3 separate regions of the Sus scrofa genome follow, and all the other regions are linked to region 1. Evidence: chromatin contacts called from public Hi-C and promoter capture Hi-C data. All regions are on one chromosome and are shown on one strand. The core of a region is the stretch at or near the end of the contact, and the rest is flanking DNA. Distances in the headings are between cores, read along the strand shown.

Region 1 (4,629 bases), core at 1,430-3,929:
CAATGAGGAAAATTGTGTTCCCCTGTCCACGAAGCACTGCTGGACACCCCAGGAAGAGTTCAAGTCTGCTCTAGTAGTACTTGTTTTTTTTTGTTTGTTTGTTTGTTTGTTCTATTGTGAAGTGACTTCTACCTCTTTAATGGCACGAATCCAGAATTCCATAAGACTGAGAGAAGGCATGGAAAGCACTCAGCCCTCCAATTGTCGTGCTCTAAAGGTGAGAGAGACAGGAAGAGATGTATCACAATTATGTGTGTCCTCTCCACTTGTGCCTCCTCTCAATGAGCACAGTCATGGAAGTCAAGAATGACTGAGGTCATGTGGGAGGTGAAGGGGCAAAACATTGACTTGCAATCCGGAGTCTCTTCATCCCACTATTGCTGTATGTTCCTTGGAAACTGCACACAGTTGAGGGTGTAGCAACCTTGTGTGGCTCTGAGTCTTTTTTTCCTTTCACTCGAATTCTTTGTTTTGCTGTTGTTGCTGTTTTCTTTTGGGCCACTCTGAAGCATATGGAGTTCCCCAGAATTAAACCTGCGTCCCAGGGCTCCCAAGACGCTGCCAATCCTGTTGTGCCACAGTGGGGACTCCCTCACACTCTTATTCTTAACTGGGATCAAAGAGATGCAACTACATGTGTCTGGAAAGCTCTCTGAAGGGTCCTGGCAGGCACAAGGACTGTGTCACAGCTCATGGCCAGGCATGTGCAAGGATGCAGCAGATATCCAGGAAGTTCCAGACCTTACAGCTTTCTTATTACCAGGAGCACCAGGGTAAATTGCCAGACGTTCCTGAGCCCCTGGAATAAAACTAGGATCATACCTACCTTGCAAGATTTTCATGAGTATTGGAAACATCTGGGGATTCATGGAGTGGGGTGGGTCTTGAGCCACCACCACCCCAACCATCTCCATCACCCTTTACAGGCACTCCTCTTGCCCCCACTCTCAAGTAAACTCCAACAGTGTGTGCTTGCTGTGTACATCTTCTTCAGGACAGACCTCCTGGCACCACCATTTCAGATTTCTGCCTCTCAGGCCCTTCTCTATAGAAATTCCTACCAGCTGTTGAAATTAGTGGTAATTAAATAACTTTCTATTTCTTATTTCATTTTTTTGATCTGCTCCTTTAAAAAAACGTATTGGAGTATGTTGACTTCCAAAGTTGTGTTTCAGGTATACAGCAAAGTAAATCAGTTATACATATACACATATACATTCCTTTTGAGATTTTCCCAGGAGTTCCTGTTGTGGCTCAGTGGTACGGAACCTGACCAGTATCCTTGACGATGCGAGTCCAAGCCCTGGCCCCACTCAATGGGTTAAGGATCCGGCCTCTGCCTTGAGCTGTGGCATGGATCAGGGACACAGCTTGAACCTGTGGCATAGGTGGGCAGGGCAGCTGCGGCTCCCATTAGACCGCTAGCCTGGGAATGTCCATATGCTGCAAGGGCAGCCCTAAAAAGAAAAAATTCACAGATTCTTTTCCCATATATCTCTATACAGTATTGTGTAGATATCCCTCTGCTATAAAGTATGTCCTTGTCACCTTTCTATTTTATACACAGTAATGCATATATGTCAATCCCAATTTCCTATTTTATCCCCCCCCACCTCTCCTTTGGTAATCAGAGACTCAAGATTTTCAAAGCAAATTGTTTTGTAAGTTCTTTTGTATCATTTTTTATTAGATTCCACATATTAGTGATCTCATATATTTCTTTCTCTGACTTCACTTAGTATGGTCATTTCTAGGCCCATCCATGTTGCTGCAAATGGCATTTTTCATTCTTTTTTTTTTTTAATGGCTGAGTAATAGTCCATTGCATATATGTATCACATCTTTTTTTCGCCCACAGCTGCATCTGCGGTATATGTAAGTTCCAGGCCAGGGACTGAATCCGAGCTGCAGCTGCATCAGCCCTGGATCCTTTACCCACTGTGCTGGGCTGGGATCAAAGCCGTACCTCCAGAAGGACCCAAGCTACTGCAGTCAGATTCTTAACCCACTGCACCACAGCGGGAACTCCCACACTATGTCTTCTTTAGCCAATCCTCTATTCATAGACATTCAGGTTACTTCCATGTCTTGGCTATTGTAAATAGTGCTCCAGTGAACACTGGGGTGCATGGTATCTTTAGGATGGTTTTCTGGATACAGGCCCAGGAGTGGGATTGCTGGATATGGTAGTTCTATATTTAGTTTTAGCTACCGCTTAAAAATTCTTACATATCTAGAACATCTGATAGGCACATTCAAGCTAACAGCCTTTTAAGGCTCTTCTGGGAGGCCTGCTGTCATGACACCCCCATCTGTGGCAGTGGTTTCTGAATGAATGAAATAAGGAACAGCTGTCCCAAGCAGGGATCCGTGTCCTCTGCTGCGCTGGGCCCAGACCCCCTCGGCCCCAGGGAATTTCTCCAGGAGGGGTGACCCTCTCCCTCTCAGGCCCACCTCGCGTGCCCTTCCGCTCGCAGAACGCAGAACTTGGGGCACTGAGGGGTACAGGCGGATGAGGAAGGTTCTGAGCCCTTCCCAGGCTGCTGGGGACCCGGTGGGGGCGGGGCGCGGCGCCAGCTGCCCTGGTCACGTGGCGAGTCAGGCGGAGGAGGGCGCGGGCGGGGCCTGGTGCGGTACTTAGCGCGGGGGCGGCTCTGGGAAGCTAAGGCGGCTGGCTGTTCGGGCGTCAGAACCTGCCCGAGCGCTCGGAGGCTGCAGACCTAGGCCCTCGGCGGCGGCGGCGGCGGAGCGCGGTGAGTGCGTACGGATGCGGTGCCCCCCCGGCGGAAGTGACCTGGGGCAGAGGGATGGGGAGACCGGCTGGCTTGTACCTCTGCCGGGCCCCGGCGGTGTCCCAGGGCCGGCGGAAACGGAGAGGCGAGCTGGGCGGCCCCCGCGCACTCCCGGTCGTGGCTCTGGTGAGAAGAGCAAAAACAACCCCCACGCATGCGGCCGGACCCCACCCCAGCTCCGGCTGTGTTCGGACCCCGGGCCGGCCTGACCGCGGTGTCGGGCCGGGGTGAGGGGTGGGGTGGGGCAGTACGGCGGGGCTGGGCAGTTTGCGGGGGAGCCCGAGGGAGGAGCCTGCGAGGAAAAGCTCAGCCCCGACCCACTGACTTTCGGCTGCACCCCGGGAGCCGCTTGTGAGCTGCTGGGCCTCAGTTTCCTCAGCAAATTGCTGAGTGGATATTATTTGCCTGCGTCCGCTTTAGATGTTTTCTTTTTCCAAAAGGGTTTTCCCCGGGCAGCTTGTTTGCACAACTACACACGGTTCCAGGGTCCCCAGAAGACAGAAATTGGGAAGCTGGAACCTGGCCCTGGGTGGGGCAGGGTGGGACCCACCGGAAGAGTTAAATCCTTGGGTGGGAGGAGAAACTGGGGCGGGGGGGGGGGACAGGAGACTGTAGGGCCCGGGACCCTGGGGGAGTGGAGGGGAGAGGGGTGCAGACTCTGTTCCTGGACTGCTAGGGAAGGGAAATCCGCTTGGGCCCATGGTGCTGTGGGGGAGGGGAAGGCAGGGCAGAGTCCTTGGGCATCGCCTCCTCCCTCACTTAATGACCCTGGAAGCCTGGGAGAAGGAGCGTCTTAGGGTGGCTGAGTTTGGGGAGTCAGCGGGCTGTCCAGGTAGACGTGAGTTGGATTTGCTTGCGTAATGGGCCCCAATCCCGTCCCCAGGGACTGAGGAGGCCGGTTGGCTGGTGTGGGGAGGACAGTAACTCATACGCGGGGGCGGGGGTGGGGGTGGGGTGTTCAAAGGGAGACCTTTGGAAAGCCTGATCCTCAGCTGTCTCCACTAGAGGGGAATGCAGCTGAAGGGCGTTCACCTCAGTTGAATCTATGGATGCAGAGCCCTAAGAGGAAGAGCCTTAGAAGGATGTCTGGTTCGGTAAAGGCTACTTTCCTTTTCTCCCTGACATCCTTAACTTCATGGAGAATTGTTTCCTGTTGGCGCTGGTGATGGTGACCTAGTGCCTTTAAGCTCTGTAGAGATCAGGGGCTGGGCTGCCTTCACTCTGTGTGACTTTCTCAAAGAGTTGAAGGCATCTGGCGAAAGGATTCGCCCCAACCTATTGGGGGCATTGGTCCCAGAGCTGGGGTGCTGCTGAGTGGAAAGGTGCAGATCCCTTACCTGGGGGCTTCACAGGCCCAGGGGCAGTGCCGGCCAGACATAGCCCTGGCTCCACGTACCTCCCATGATGCTGGGTCAGGACAGCCCTGTTTCTGAACTGGTCAGGTGGTGAGGGTAGAAGCCCTTAGGCTCCAGGAACACCTGCCTCCTGCTGATTCACCAGCTTGAACTGAGGTCCTCCTTGTAGACTGGCCCTTTCCCTGGCTACTAGCCCTGGGAGTTGGAGTAGGAAGTCACACACAGTTTAGGGCTAAGAGAGATCTTGTGTTACCATGGGCATTTGGGTTGAGAAGTGAAAGAAGATCACTTTCAGGTGAATCCTGGAACATCTCTTGGGTGGTTTTCTTAAATGTGGGGATGAGTTGTGGTTGTGTTTAAATATCCCTGTCCTTAGGAGAGAAGGACTCAGTGTCTGCTGCTTGTTTTTGTTTTTTATCTTGACATAAAGTACTGGAAACATGGGAGGTCAAACTATAAAGCAATGGAAATCTTGTAGGTCA
Region 2 (4,077 bases), core at 196-2,695, 39 kb before region 1:
CTAGGGGTTGAATTGGAGCTGCAGCCGCCGGCCTATGCCACAGCCCCAGCAATGCCAGATCCAAGCTGAGTCTATGACCTATACCACAGCTCACAGCAGAATCCTTAACCCCCTGAGTGAGGCCAGGGATCAAACCCTGGTCCTCGTGGATATTAGTCAGGTTCATTACCACTGAGCCACAGTGGGAACTCCTAAGGAGGAAACCATTGCTACACATAATAAGATGGATGAGCAGGAGTTTCTGTTGTGGCTCAGTGGTAATTAACCTGACTAGCATCCATGAGGACCAAGGTTCCATCCCTGGCCTCGCTCAGTGGGTTAAGGATCCCGCATTGCTGTGAGCTGTGGTGTAACTAGGGTCTGGCATTGCTGTGGTGTAGGCTGGTGGCTATAGCTCCAATTTGACCCCTAGCCTGGGAACTTCCATATGCTGCAGCTGCAGCCCTAAAAAGACAATCAATCAATAGACAGTGAGAAAGCCTGGGTGTGGGACATTTTGATCATTCTGTTAGTCTGTCAGCAAGTTTCTTGACCTTCTAAGATGGATAAAACACAGAACTGATAAAAGAGTTTAAAAAAAAATAGGCGATTTTCAAAATCATTCTGTTCAATGAAAGGAGCCAGACATAAAAGAGAATGTACCTTGTGATTCCATTAATATAAAATTCTTAACCTGTTATGGAAAATAATCTATAAAAGAATAGTTAGATACTGTAAAACTGAACCACTTTGCTGTATACCTGAAACTAACACAACATTTCAAATCAACTATATTTCGATAAAAATTTTTTTGAAAAACCAAAAAAATGAAACTCAACATTGGAAACTAATACTCAGTAACAAATAGCTTATCAGTGGTTGCCTGTGGTTACAAAGGGGCATAAGGGAAGTCTGAGGGTGATGCAAGTATTAGATATCTTTGTAATGGTGATGGTTTCATTGATGTAGGCATATATCAAAACTCATCAGCCTTATTACTGATATGGAGGGTGTTCTAGTGGTCCATATAGAAGATCAGACCAGCCACAATATTCCCTTAAGCCAAAGCCTAATCCAGAGCAAGACCTTCACTCTCTTCAATTCTAGGAAGGCTGAGAGGTGAGGAAGCTGCAGAAGAAAAATTTGAAGCAAGAGGTTGGTGCATGAGGTTTAAGGTAAGAAGCCATCTCCATAACAACCAAGTGCCAGGTGAAGCAGCACGTGCTGATGTAGAAGCTTCAGTAAGTTACCCAGCAGATCTAGCTAAAATAATTCATGAAGGTGGGAATGCAGTAGGGAAGAACCTTTGTATTCTATTACAAGCAAATCACTAAAGGGATGTTGCCTATAAGCCTAAATTATACATAATGGCCCACCTCTGGGAACCCTGCCTCCCAGGTAGTGAGTGTTAAGCTAAAAGACCTTTGCTCACCCCACTGGAAACAGCCTAACCAGGCCCACCTGGGAGTGGCTGCAGGAGGAAGAGGTTACCACCCCCTTCCCCAGTCTGGCCGGAACCGGAACCAGGACTTCACCCCATGCCCCTTTTAGCCTTTTAGTATGAGAGAAGCCTGAGCTCTAACTCGGGAAGATGGCTGTCTAGAATGCTGACCTACCATCTCGTTGGTCTGCTGGCTTTCCAAAAAAGGCGCCATTCCTTGCCCCAACAACTCCTCTGTTTATTGGCCTGTTGTGCAACAAGTATGCACTTGGTAACAAATTTTGGTGAAGCCACTAGGAGCCTGGCTGCTTGTGGCCAGAGAGCCCTGGATTGGTATTTTGGGGTAAGGCCCTGGCGGCTGCGGGGACCACTTGTGTTGAGGCTCTTCCCTTCAAAATTCCCTGAAGTGGCACCAGCTGTCCCAGGGCATGGCAGTTGGAAGGAGGAGTCGACACCAGCCAGCAGATGGGCTCCATGCAGACGGGTAAGTTGCTTCGGTGTGTACAGGTGGAAATGTTATTCCTTTCTGTTTGGGGTGGGGCTTTTTTTATCCTCCTCCGGAATTAGCCAGTTTTCTTGTATTTGAGTGAGGTACCCTCTTGGAGAGAGGAAATAATTGCTGGACTTTTATCCTATTTGTGAACTGATTCATTTGTTTCTTTGGTTGTTAGCATTTGTGTGTGACATTTGTATTTTGTCTGTCTTGTATTTCTGTCTTTTAAAAACTGGGAAATATTTCAACTATCCCTAAAGAAAGCCCTCCAGGTGCATTTTGGATAAGTGATCTGTTTACAGCTATGAACCCCTGGGTGAGAGAAAGATGATATTTTATTGTAATGATGTGTGGCCACAGTACCTGTTAGGATCTGCCCAAGGGGTTTATCCGGGGTTACCTCGGGATCCTGTGCACCAGGTATTGTCACCTTTGATGTGTTATTTACATTGTTTACAATCTCCTGAGTCATTGGCCTGGCCAAGGAATCACATTGCATGGGGTTGAGTTGATGGTTCTTGTGACATGTAAAACCCCAAGTCTAAACTTGAGGGTTTATTTAGGGTTCTCTGTTTGTTCTTTTGGTTTTTCATTTCATTTCGTTTCGATACCACTTCTCCATTTACAGACCGATGTCAAATGGAGAAAAGAAACAACAACAACAAAAACATGTCTGTTCCAGTTCAAAAGTGGGGCATTCCCAGGGAGAAAAGAAAGGTTCCATTTAGTTCTTAAAATCACCATAAGCTCCATTCCAGAATTCAGCCAGGTTGGTTGATGCCAAGGCAAAAAGGTACCCTTTCAATGGTCAGGGATGATCAACTGCTATTTATGGTTTTATGGTGGCCTTTGAATGGCTCTATAGCTGCTCTGTGAAGAAGTGGGTAAGAATGATGAAATCCTCTGTGTGCAAGCCTTTGTGCTAGTACAGCAGGGTAGGGAAAAGTCATACAGTTGTCACCTTGTAGTAAAAGAAACCCAAGGGAAAATCTGTCAGTAGGTTAAGGACCGACATTGTCTCTGTGAGGATGTGGGTTCAATCCCTGGTCTCACTCAGTGGGTTAAGGATCTGGCATTGCCACAAGCTGCAGCATAGGTCACGGGTGCAGCTCAGATCTGGTGTTGCTGTGACTGTGGTGTAGACTTGAGCTGCAGCTTCAATTCAACCCCTGCCCTGGGAACTTCCATATGCTGTAGGTGCCGGTGTAAAAAGAAGGAGGAGAAGGAGGAAAGGAAATGTCATATAGGAAGAAAAGATGGGGGATGGGGGTGAGTCTATGTCACTCCAACTTCTGACCAAGGTGGCTATCCCAGCTGCTCCAGCCACCGTGCCAATATATCCACACCTTCCACCGCCTCCTGTTCCTATCCAGCCCCAGTTCCCACACTGGGGCTCAGGAGGTGGCGAGACTGGTTCCCCCTCCTTATAGGGATCAACTAGAAAATCCTGTGTTAGTTTCTGGGGCACAGGGGCCTGGTCTGGTATCACCACCTGAGACCTGACAAGGCATCTAGTTTGCCACTCTCTGCACAGGGCAATTTCCCTTAAGTCATTATCCTCGCTATGGGGCCTACATGCAGCTCGAACTCAAACTCAGTAACAGCTACACTAAACAGACTTACAGTGTAGATCAAACAGCCTTACACTGGAAGAATATGCCATCTGGGACTTTCATAGCTAGAAAGAAGTCAATGCCTGACTTCAAGCTTTCAAAAGACAGGGGCTAATGCAGCTGGTGACTTTAAATTGAAGTCAATGAACATTTACCATCCCAAAGTCCCAGGGCCCTAAAGAATTATGCTAAATCTACTCTACCTGTATTCTATAAATGGAACAACAAAGCCTGGATGACAGCACCTCTGTTTACAGTATTGTTTACCAAATATTTTAAGCCCACTGTTGAGGCCTACTATTTGGAAGAAATGATTCTCTTCAAAATATTACTGCTCATTGACAATGCACGTGGTCACCCATCATCTGATGGCGACAATGAGATTAATGTGTTCATGCCTGCTACTGCACCACCCATTCTGTAGCCCAGGGATCAAGGAGTTCTTTTGATTTTCTTTTTTTCTAATTGTAGTTTATTTACAATGTTTTGTCAATTTCTGCTGTACAGCAAGGTGACCCAGTTTTATACACACACACACACCTATTCTTTTT
Region 3 (4,084 bases), core at 170-2,669, 58 kb after region 1:
CTGAATGTGACTCAGTGGCCTGTCTCCTCAATGGCAAGCAGCATGATAGGGTCAGGAGAGGGAGCTCTGGAAATCAGACTGCCAGGGTCAATGGCCACTGAACAGCTGTGAGAAGACCTCAGGTAATAATTAGCCTCTCTATGCCTGTTTCTTCATCTACAAACGCAGGAAAAATAATAGTAGCTTTATTACATTTTATCGACCTGACAAGATAATGAGCTCTCTGGGTGTCTTATTTATCTATACATGTCATTCTGCCATGCTGCAACCCGTATAATACCTAAATACAGAACAGGTGTTTAATAAATGGCTGCTAAATAGTCAACAGAGGTGGAGGCTAGTCAACAGATGGAGGCTAGACTTGAAGGATGAGGATTCTAAGTTACGAGATAATAGGAAAACTTTTCTTTCCGATGGAAAACGTAAATGTTTTAATAAAGGACAACAACTAAGAGTAAATTTAAACAAAGAACAGTATTTGTGGTATTTCCATTGGGAAAAATAATTCAGAACTCTTGCTATAACCCACTAATTTGGCTGAATGTGTCTATTCATTCAATAATCACTTAAGAATAATTTTTTCTTGTTAGAATAAATACCTTTGTAAGCATTCACTTAACAAAGGGTACACGAGTGAGGCAGATGAAACATAAACAAAACCAAGTCCGGCCGTGAGCTGCCAGTAGTGTAGCTAATCAACATACATAAAGACAACAAGGAAGCACTTGCAAGAGCAGATACCACGTTCCAAAAAAACTGAGGGAGCTCTGAGGAGGAAGGCATGGATCCTGCTGATCAGAGGAAGAAGTTTATGGAGGAGATGGTGTAACTGAAAAATGGAAGGATGAGTAAGGTTTCATTCCAGAAGAGGTATTCGTGACAATATCTGCATAGTTCATGACGTTCACAAAATCCTCTCACACGTCCTCTACCCATGTAGTCTCAGTTTTGCAACCCACGTATTTAGAACACAGAAAAATATCAATGCTCGGGGACAGAACGAAATTAGAAGCAAAACTACCTGAAGAGCAATGTCTTAAACGAGCAGAAACATTTTAAGCAGCAAGACCACTTGGTGAGGACGCCTAGGGGACCAAGGTCAGCCAGGCCGGATGTTGGATTACGGGGAGCGGACCCAGGCTGGGCGGGTGGGGCTGCCTGACAGGGCAGGGGTCTGCTCCTCAGAGGGAAGGAGAGAGTCCGAGGCTTCTGGCAGCGCTGGCTGCAGCTCTCGATTTGGGGTCGGATCAGCCAGGCCCGGAAGCCGACCGTCCAGCGCAGCCTCCCGGCTCCGCCAGGGTGCAGAGATGCTCGGCCCACCTGATTCATCTTGGGTATCACCTTCCGCCGGCCCCCCATCTGGAAGCGCAGCAGATTGTAGAACTCCTCGGGGTGCCCCAGGCACTTCACGAACTCCATGCTGCTGGCAGCGGCCAACTATCCGAAATCTGGTCTCACCTCGAGGATACCTCGGGCTGGCACCGGTCCGCACTTAACCAAGCATTAAGCGAAGGAGGCGCGGCGGGAGGGCGGGGCTGGCGTGGCGGGCCCCGAGAAACGGCGCCACGCCCACTTCCCCTCCAACCTCCACCGGCCTCCGGCTCTCGCGCCGCAGCCTGTGGGCTCGCGGGGTGGACTGACGGGCGCTGATTGGCCAGGGCCGCTCGCACCAGGAAGATGCTGGCCAATCGGCGGCAGGATGAGTCTGGCGTGAGGACCACATCCTAGAGGCTAATTGGAGGGTGAGAAAGAGGAGGAGGGGTGAGATTGGCATTCCTGGTGGGGGCGGGCCCTTGTTATCTCCGCCTATCCTGCCCAGAGCCAGATCTGCTCAGCCTCTAAGCGGAACTAAGTTCCTTAGAGGTTCTCTTGGCCAATGTCCGCTAGGATTTTGTTAATAAGCTGAATGCTTGTTTGCCCTGCTGGCCAAATCAGTTCTTCCTGGAGAGAAGCCAAGACTCACTGTGGGTGGGATCGGCCTGAGGCTTCCGAGCATCCAAATTTAGTTCCCAAAATGGATTTGAAGCGTTTCTTCGACCCTTCCGAAGGTGATGAGGAAAATTTTATCTCTATTCTAAATCTCTCACAAGCCCAGGAAACTGCTTGCTCTCCCAGCCGTTAAATTTATATTAACACAGCAACCAGTGATCCTTTTTAAAATTAATGTCAGATCGGGATCACTGCCTGAAAACCCCCGCAATGTCTCACCAGTTCACTTAGTAAAGGTCAAAGTCCCTAGGAGAGGCTTACAATCACTGCCTGTGGAGCCTTCTATCCCCATTGCCTCTCTCACCCCCATTTTTAATCCCTTTCTCCACCGCCCCAGGGAGGGGGTGGTGTGCAGTGGCTCAATGTAGGATCTCAGTTCCCTGACCAGGGACTGAACCCCAGCTGCAGCAGTGAAATCGCTGAGTCCTAACCACTCTACCGCCAAGGAACTCCACATAATAATGCAACACTTTGCTGTCCCCCACAAGTGGCAGACTTAACCTATCCTAACAACTTTCTCACTGAACCTGCAAAAGGCACTAACAGTCTCCCAGTGGCCTAATTATATATAAAATACAGATGTCATCCCTAACCTCTCTCTGCTCTCCCTACATCCACCCTTTGGAAGTCATTCATGCGTTCTCTGGAGTCCAAGAAACAAACGTCTCTCATATTTTTTTGGCTGCCTCGCGGCATTTTGAGTTCCCAGAGCCAGAGATCAGATCCGAGCCACAGCTGCCACCTATGCCCACAGCTGTGGCACCTCGGGATCCCCCAACCCTCACTGGCCAGGCTGGTGATCAAACCTGTGTCCTGGCACTGCAGAGACGCCGCTGATCCCATTGCACCACAGCGGGAACTCCTAAACATCTCTCGTCTTAATCTCTCTTCTCCATCAAGGTTCAAGCCCCAACTTCTCTCCCAAACTATTTTAAGATCAGCTTCCCATCTCTCTCCATCCATTCCCTTGTGATAGCTCAAGTAACTGTATCTAAAACACACACTTGATTATTTCACTCTTGCCTACCGTCTTTTCATTTCAAATTCCATAAAAGAAATCCCTTTCAAGATAAAATCAAGGCCCCCTTATGCTACGCTGAGCCAGCGCCTGGGCCTGGAATGGGGCCACAGCCACAGCTGAGCCGGCCGCCTCCCACTGCGCCCGGGTCATGGACCCCCACAAAGTGAGCAAACTTCTAGCCTTCATGAAAATGTGTAAGCAGGACCCCAGCGTTCTGCACACTGAGGAAATGCGCTTCCTGAGGGAGTGGGTGGAGAGCATGGGGGGTAAAATACCACCTGCTACTCATAAAACTAAATCAGAAGAAAATACCAAGGAAGAAAAAGCAGATAGTAAGAAGGTGGAGGAAAACATAAAGACAGATGAACCCTCAAGTGAGGAAAGTGATCTGGAAATTGACAATGAAGGTGTGATTGAACCAGACACTGATGCTCCTTAGGAAATGGGAGATGATGGATCAGGCAAATGATAAAAAAGTAGCTGCCATCAATGCCCTAAATAATGGTGAACTACAGAAAGCCATTGACTTGTTCATAGATGCCATCAAGCTAAATCCTCATTTGGCCATTCTGTATGCCAAGAGAACCAGTGTCTTCATCAAATTACAGAAGCCAAATGCTGCCATCTGAGACAGTGACAGAGCTATTGAAATAAATCCTGATTCAGCTTAGCCATACAGGTGGCCAGGGAAAGCACACAGACTTTTGAGCCATTGGGAAGAAGCAGCCCATGATCTTGCCCTTGCCTGTAAGCTGGATTATGATGAAGATGCTAGTGCAATGCCAAAAGAAGTTCAGCCAAGGGCCCAGAAAATTGCTGAACATCGGCGAGAGTATGAGCAAAAACGAGAAGAGTGAGAGATAAAAGAAAGAATAGAAAGGCTTAAGAAGGCTCTGGAAGAACATGAGAGAGCCCAGAGGGAGGAAGAAGCCAATCAGGAGCTCAGTATGGTTCTTTTCCAGGTGGCTTTCCTGGGGGAATGCCTGGTAATTTTCCTGGAGGAATGCCTAGAATGGGAGGAATGCCTGGGCTCAATGAAATTGTTAGTGATCCCAAGGTTCTTACAGCCATGCA

Evidence for each region. Promoter capture Hi-C pulls out the DNA fragments that hold promoters and counts their contacts. Hi-C and Micro-C count contacts between places; a contact is called where the count stands out from the background.
Region 2: a Hi-C map of fetal liver shows a contact between it and region 1, with 1.6 times the contacts expected there. The contact joins the enhancer-like site here to the promoter of CTSB in region 1. A contact is called at or near these places in 2 of 5 promoter capture datasets (fetal liver and liver), 26 of 47 Hi-C or Micro-C datasets (alveolar macrophages, blood, embryonic fibroblasts and 12 more) and 2 of 2 datasets of contacts at active chromatin or transcription factors (alveolar macrophages and skeletal muscle).
Region 3: a promoter capture Hi-C map of fetal liver shows a contact between it and region 1, with 2.5 times the contacts expected there. The contact joins the promoter of FDFT1 here to the promoter of CTSB in region 1. A contact is called at or near these places in 1 of 5 promoter capture datasets (fetal liver), 6 of 47 Hi-C or Micro-C datasets (embryonic fibroblasts, fetal liver, heart right ventricle and 2 more) and 2 of 2 datasets of contacts at active chromatin or transcription factors (alveolar macrophages and skeletal muscle).

Annotation. Positions count from the first base shown.
Region 1 is chr14:15,032,801-15,037,429 of Sscrofa11.1, reverse strand. CTSB (cathepsin B) reads left to right here and starts at 2,679. Exons shown (of 10, transcript NM_001097458.1): 1 at 2,679-2,753.
Region 2 is chr14:15,071,494-15,075,570 of Sscrofa11.1, reverse strand. It overlaps LOC106508068 (a long non-coding RNA gene), which reads left to right. Exons shown (of 3, transcript XR_002338631.1): 3 at 1,087-1,232. It also overlaps the pseudogene LOC110256701. Among named protein-coding and RNA genes, the nearest start is that of DEFB136, 37 kb to the left of the region's middle. Within about 2 kb of position 1,445, at least 1 of the 83 cell types and tissues checked has an H3K27ac peak or open chromatin away from gene starts, as enhancers often do. A contact at or near this core is called in fetal liver, where this site is marked.
Region 3 is chr14:14,973,594-14,977,677 of Sscrofa11.1, reverse strand. FDFT1 (farnesyl-diphosphate farnesyltransferase 1) reads right to left here and starts at 1,419. Exons shown (of 8, transcript NM_001167648.1): 1 at 1,321-1,419. The coding sequence starts at 1,419. It also overlaps the pseudogene LOC100623855.